Linked DNA regions of Mus musculus: region 2 is linked to region 1. A link is a contact called in public HiChIP or PLAC-seq data. All regions are on one chromosome and are shown on one strand. Each heading gives the region's core, a stretch centred on a gene start, on an enhancer-like site or on the middle of the called end of the contact. The rest is flanking DNA. Distances are from core to core; before and after follow the strand shown.

Region 1 (2,700 bases), core at 85-2,584:
ATGTTATAATTTATATAGCTGAAAGTTAGCACAGAATTGGACTTGCAGCCTTGCAACTATCCGTCTTGTGGTCACAATTTACATAGGCAATTCTAATTCTTCTGTATAATTAATGACTCATATGTTATATCCTGGAGCCACATGGAAAGGTTTTTCGGGTTACCTGCTGTTCTGTATTATCCATGCTTAAATCTTACACTAATGCATGTGATTAAGAGTTACTTCTGCTTTGTCAGTTGAACCAAATTGAGAGGGTAGGAGGGAAATGTTAGCTCCACATTGCACATTGACGGGTGTGGATGTGTGTGTGTGTGTGTGTGTGTGTGTGTGTGTGTGTGTGTGTGTCTGTCTGTCTGTCTCTGTCTGTCTGTGTGTGTGTGTGTGTCTGTTTGACTCTGTCTCTGCATATGTGTGTGTGTATATGTGTCTGTCTGTTTGTCTGTCTGTCTGTCTGTCTGTCTCTGTCTCTGTCTCTGTCTCTGTGTGTGTGTGTTATTGTGATACCACTGGGGCCAAGGAGGTCAGGATGGTAAGGACTGGTTCTGAGAGGGATCTATGCATTTAAAATATTTTATCTGCGAAGTTATTGGTATTTGGGTAAACTGCAGAGAAAACTTTTGTCCATATGGGAAAAATATTTGAGAGAGGCTTTTTTTAATTGCCCTGGGGCCCATCAGCTCTGTAGCCAGCAGGTTTGAGTGGAGTTTTTCCTGCAGTGAAGCTGTTAGCACACTGTCAGTTCAGGACAATCAGGACCAGTCTCAGCCTTCTGCGGTAGAAGCAGGAACCACGAAGGAATTGCTTTATGTGACACTGACTACTGGATAGACCTGCTTAAAGCCTGTCAATCAAAGACATCTCTTCAGAACTGGATCAAGGGAGGTCAAGGCGAAAGAATGTTTTAGGATTTTCTCTGTTAAAGAGGGTTGGCCGTGCCTAGGGCCAAGTGTGCAGTGGTAGAGGAAACTGAGAATTTTATGGTGTCTTCTGCCTTGCTGCTCTGGGTTCAAGCCTGTTTCAGCTCTACATATTTCCTGTGGGTTCTGTAGACTATCCAAGTCCTACTTTTCCTAACAGCCCATCTCTACTTAGATCTATCAGTGTTGACTTCTGTCTTATGTGACTAAGGGTCCTGAGAGGACTTCTCTCTCTTTATGGTCACTGTGACCCTTTCTGGAAAGCAAATAAACCGTCTCCCTGGTGGAGGGGAGAGAGGAAGCCTTTATTTTTGATCCCTGTTTGCCCATTTCCTTGGCATAAATACTTTCACCCACAGGCAATTATGAAATGCCAACTCCTTAACTCAGACCTTACAACATTCCTGAGCACGTATTCATTGGAAGCGATCCCAGACAGCTCCAGCACTGCCACTGCGTCTTGCAATCCGGAGGCTCAGCACAGGGCAAGAAGGGTGTTGCTGGAATATGACTTTTACAATTAAGGTTACACCTTTACAGAACGGATTGTATAGCATCCAGAGAGACAAGGTGAACAAAATCTAGTTGGTGAACATGGGAATTAGAGTTGAGGCCGGGGCCCAACACTGTGCAATAAATCACTGTGAGCCTCTTTCCTCTATGGGAAGGGGTATGTGTTAGCTTCTATGCTCTTTACACTTAACAGAAACAGCTTAGGGGAGGGAGACAGGATTTGTTTTGGCTCATGGTTTCAAACATTTCCCTCCATTCATCTATCCATCCATCTATTCTTGCTTGGTCTCCTGTACCTGAGCAGGATGCTATAGTCATGGGAGTGTATAGTGGAAAGAAGATACCTGCTGCATGACTAACCAGAAATAAGAGAGATGGAAATGCTTTTCCTTGCCTGCCTTTCTCCTTTCTTCTTTTATTTCTTCTGGACTCTAGCCTCTGAGATGGTATTGTCCACACTCAGGGAAGGTCTTCCCTGGAAGCAATCTCATAGACAAATCTAGGGCCATATGTTATCAGTCTCCTGGGTGACTTCAAATCTAGACAAGTTGACAATGAAAACTAATTATTACAGTTTTGACTATAAACCCTGATTATCTTTGTTTTGACTCTAAACCCTGATTATTAGGATGGCACCTGCCGTGGTAATGTCGTAAAGTCCTTCTGATAAGCAGGCCCTCTGTGTGAAAGCCACGGGAAGATAGTTCTGCAGGGAAAGCTGGAGCCGAGGGACCGATTCTCAGGGGAGCATCTCACAGTACACGCTTGGAAGCATTGGCGCAGGAAAGGTCTGCTGTGTGTCTGTGCAGTGTGCATGCTGTGGTGGAATTGGACCCTGGGGGCTTTCAGCTCTGTGTGGCTCCAGGCATGTGTCTTAGATTACTGGTCCTCAGCGGGTGAGCAGACAGCAAAACCCCGTGTTAGAGGACATGACAAGGATTTGAATGTTTAATAAGAAAAGGATGGTCAAAACATGCTACAAGAAATCCACAAAATGTCACTGGCATCAACTGTCTTGTTCCCTCTGGCGTGTGTTGACAGGGTTTTGTAAATAGTCTGATTAATCCATGGCCTCTTGTGACCTAGAAATTCACAATTGGGATTTGGTTTGTTCCCGGGACTTAACATGTTGGCCAGTCAAAGGGGGCACATGATGATTTCCTGGCCTTAACAACAGAAAAACCTTGAAAATAGCTTATGGGCTTCCAAGAGCCACTGGCATCCACACGCTAGCAAAGGTCACCCTCCTTGGAGGTCTGAGATACCTGGT
Region 2 (2,700 bases), core at 173-2,672, 110 kb before region 1:
CTTTGTTCTTCTTCCAGTGTTCTGGGATTAAAGGTATGTTTCACTCAGTCTTTGAGAAGTTCCTTTAACAATAAACTTATTCCCAGTTTTCTTCCATTCCCAGTAAAGAGCTGTGTTTTGTTCACCACTGATGTCAAGTTTGGTCATATATCTTACTTTGACAATGGAATGTTGATATATGGCTTATTGTGGGAGACAGGTCACGATTGTGGTAGTCTGTTATTATATGTATGGTTGTTTTGCCTACCTGAATGTCTGTGTACCACATGCATGCTAGGTGCCTGCAGCAGCAAGAAGTCGGTGTCAGCTCCCTTGGAACTGGAGTCACACATGGTTGTGAGTTACCATGTGGGTGCTAAGCATCAAACCCAGATCTTCTGGAAGCACCAGCGCTCTTACCTACTGAGCAGTCTCTCCCACTCCTGTCATTGAGCTTTTTTTTTTTTTTTAAAGAGTCCATTTATTTTAATTTTATATGTGTGAACATTTTGTCTGTCTGTCTGTTTTATACCATATGCATGCCTAATGCCCAAAGAGGCCAGAAGAGATGTCAGATCCCTTAGGACTGAAGTAACAGGTGGTTGTGACCTATCGCCTCTGTTCTGGCAACCAAACCTGGGTTCTCTGCAAGAGCAACAAGTGTTCTTAACCACTGAGCCATCCCTCCAGCCACTGAGTCTTTGCTTTTATGGTACACTTGTGGATATATTTATGATTTTCTTGATACTTACTGAGTATTTGATGAGAAAAGTTTTTCTTTTTTTTTCTTTTTCTTTTTTTTTTAATTAGGTATTTTCCTCGTTTACATTTTCAATGCTATCCCAAAAGTCCCCCATACCCCCCCAATCCCCTACCCACCCACTCCCCCTTTTTGGCCCTGGGGTTCCCCTGTACTGGGGCATATAAAGTTTGCAAGTCCAATGGGCCTCTCTTTGCAGTGATGGCCGACTAGGCCATCTGAGAAAAGTTTTTCTATTTCAATCCTGTTATATCAACCCAGAGACAAAAAGGACACTATCTCTTGTTTGCAGTTTTAATTATAATCTCAAGAACAATTGGAAAGTAACTTATGATCAAAATGATATGTACCTTTACAAATGGAATTTCCTATGACTGTCAGAAGTGTAAACAGGATGAAATCTGAATATCATTACATTTCTCCTAAATATGGAAAAGAAAGTATTCTAGCATTTTATTGAAGATATAATCTAGAACAGTGGTTTCAGCTTTCCTATTTCTGCAACTCTTTAATACAGTTCCTCACATTGTGGTGACCTCCAACCATAAAATTATCTTTATTGTACTTAGTAACTGTAACATTGCTACTGTTATGAATCATAATGTAAATATCTGTGTTTCCTGATGGTATAAGGCAACCCTTGTGGGAGGATCATTTGAGTCCCCTAAGGGGTCATGACTCACAAGTTGAGAATCACTGATCTAGAAGTTAGGCAATATTTAAAGATTTCAATGTGAACCTCATACTTTCATACCACATACATTTAAATATTTTATTTATTTATTTATTATTTTATGTGTGCATAAGAGGGCATGTGTGCCATGGTGTGTGTGTGTGTGTGTAGGCCAAAGAACAACTTTATCAATTTGATTTTCTCCTCTATATAAAGGTGGATTGAACCCGGATCCCAGGCTTGCAGGGTAAGCACTTTTATCCACAGTACTATTTCTGTGGTTCTCACAGCACACGATTGTTTTAATATTATGTCTCCTAGACAGACCTAAGAAAATACAACAGGTGTTAAAAATACTTTAAAATAGTGTGTTTTTTGTTTGTCTTCTACCTTCTGCACCAAGGTTGTTTTATGTGGAAAATCTGGCACAAGTGGAAACTTGGTTAATTTTTTGACTTTGTTCTTAGAAATCCAAATGTTCTCCTTGGTAGTACAAATATGAGTTTTAGTAGGCTAATCTCTGAGGAATCAGATATGCCCAGGGAAAAGAATCTAGAGAGGAACTGAAGCCGAGGGCCATATGATTCACATTATTAGTACTTTCCATGTAATAACTGTACACATTGTTATCATTAGCAACACTATTTCAATCACGGATATCAGCAAGTTCAGAAGAGATCATTTCTGAATTGTCTCTATTACACTGTGATCAAGAGGAAAAAGTCCAAGTCCGGGTTTTCCTTTAGTGTTGCTTCTGACGTTTTAAAATAGACTCATTTTCTGTGGTTTCATGTGACCTGTTACATGTGTCGCTGGATGGCAAGGAGGCCTGTCTCTCATTAGCACTTCCGCTAGTACTTGAGAAATATATCCTGTAAGGAAAAAACAAAGGGCTCCAATCGTCCCTCCCTGAATTTAAAAGCATTTCATTTTTTTGTTTTGCTTTTTGAGAATTTGGGGGACACCATCTCTAATTTTAGCTGCACACTCCCCACAGATGATAAAACGAACACTCTATCTGACGAAACATGTTTCTCTTTGATCCTAAAAATGGTTTTTGATTAAAAAATTGGCTCTCTATTATGTTAAGGGTGAGATAGGATTAGCTCCCTGTGGGGAAGGAGACAGGTCTATAAAAGACAGAACAAAAGAATAGGTTTGCGATAAATCTGTTACTTAACAGAATTGTATTTTACTTTTGGCAAATATTTATTAATTGTGCATAGTACTATAGCTGATCAGCTCATGCTGTGTGCATGTTTGGGAAACAGCATGCTGAAATCCATTG

The links. HiChIP or PLAC-seq counts read pairs in DNA pulled down with a chosen protein or histone mark.
Region 2: a contact with region 1 is called in a FOXA1 HiChIP or PLAC-seq map of pancreatic cancer cells. The contact joins two enhancer-like sites. A contact is called at or near these places in 1 of 15 datasets of contacts at CTCF or cohesin (the NIH/3T3 cell line), 4 of 484 Hi-C or Micro-C datasets (the C2C12 cell line, the HL-1 cell line, adipose-derived mesenchymal stem cells and 1 more) and 3 of 115 datasets of contacts at active chromatin or transcription factors (embryonic stem cells and pancreatic cancer cells).

Annotation. Positions count from the first base shown.
Region 1 is chr12:8,069,600-8,072,299 of GRCm38.p6, reverse strand. The region is part of intron 2 of Gm33037 (a long non-coding RNA gene); the gene reads left to right. Among named protein-coding and RNA genes, the nearest start is that of Apob, 93 kb to the right of the region's middle. Within about 2 kb of position 1,334, at least 36 of the 459 cell types and tissues checked have an H3K27ac peak or open chromatin away from gene starts, as enhancers often do. A contact at or near this core is called in the C2C12 cell line, the HL-1 cell line and pancreatic cancer cells, where this site is marked.
Region 2 is chr12:8,180,618-8,183,317 of GRCm38.p6, reverse strand. All of the region lies in intron 1 of Gm33037 (a long non-coding RNA gene), which reads left to right. Among named protein-coding and RNA genes, the nearest start is that of Ldah, 26 kb to the left of the region's middle. Within about 2 kb of position 1,422, at least 18 of the 459 cell types and tissues checked have an H3K27ac peak or open chromatin away from gene starts, as enhancers often do. A contact at or near this core is called in the C2C12 cell line, the HL-1 cell line and pancreatic cancer cells, where this site is marked.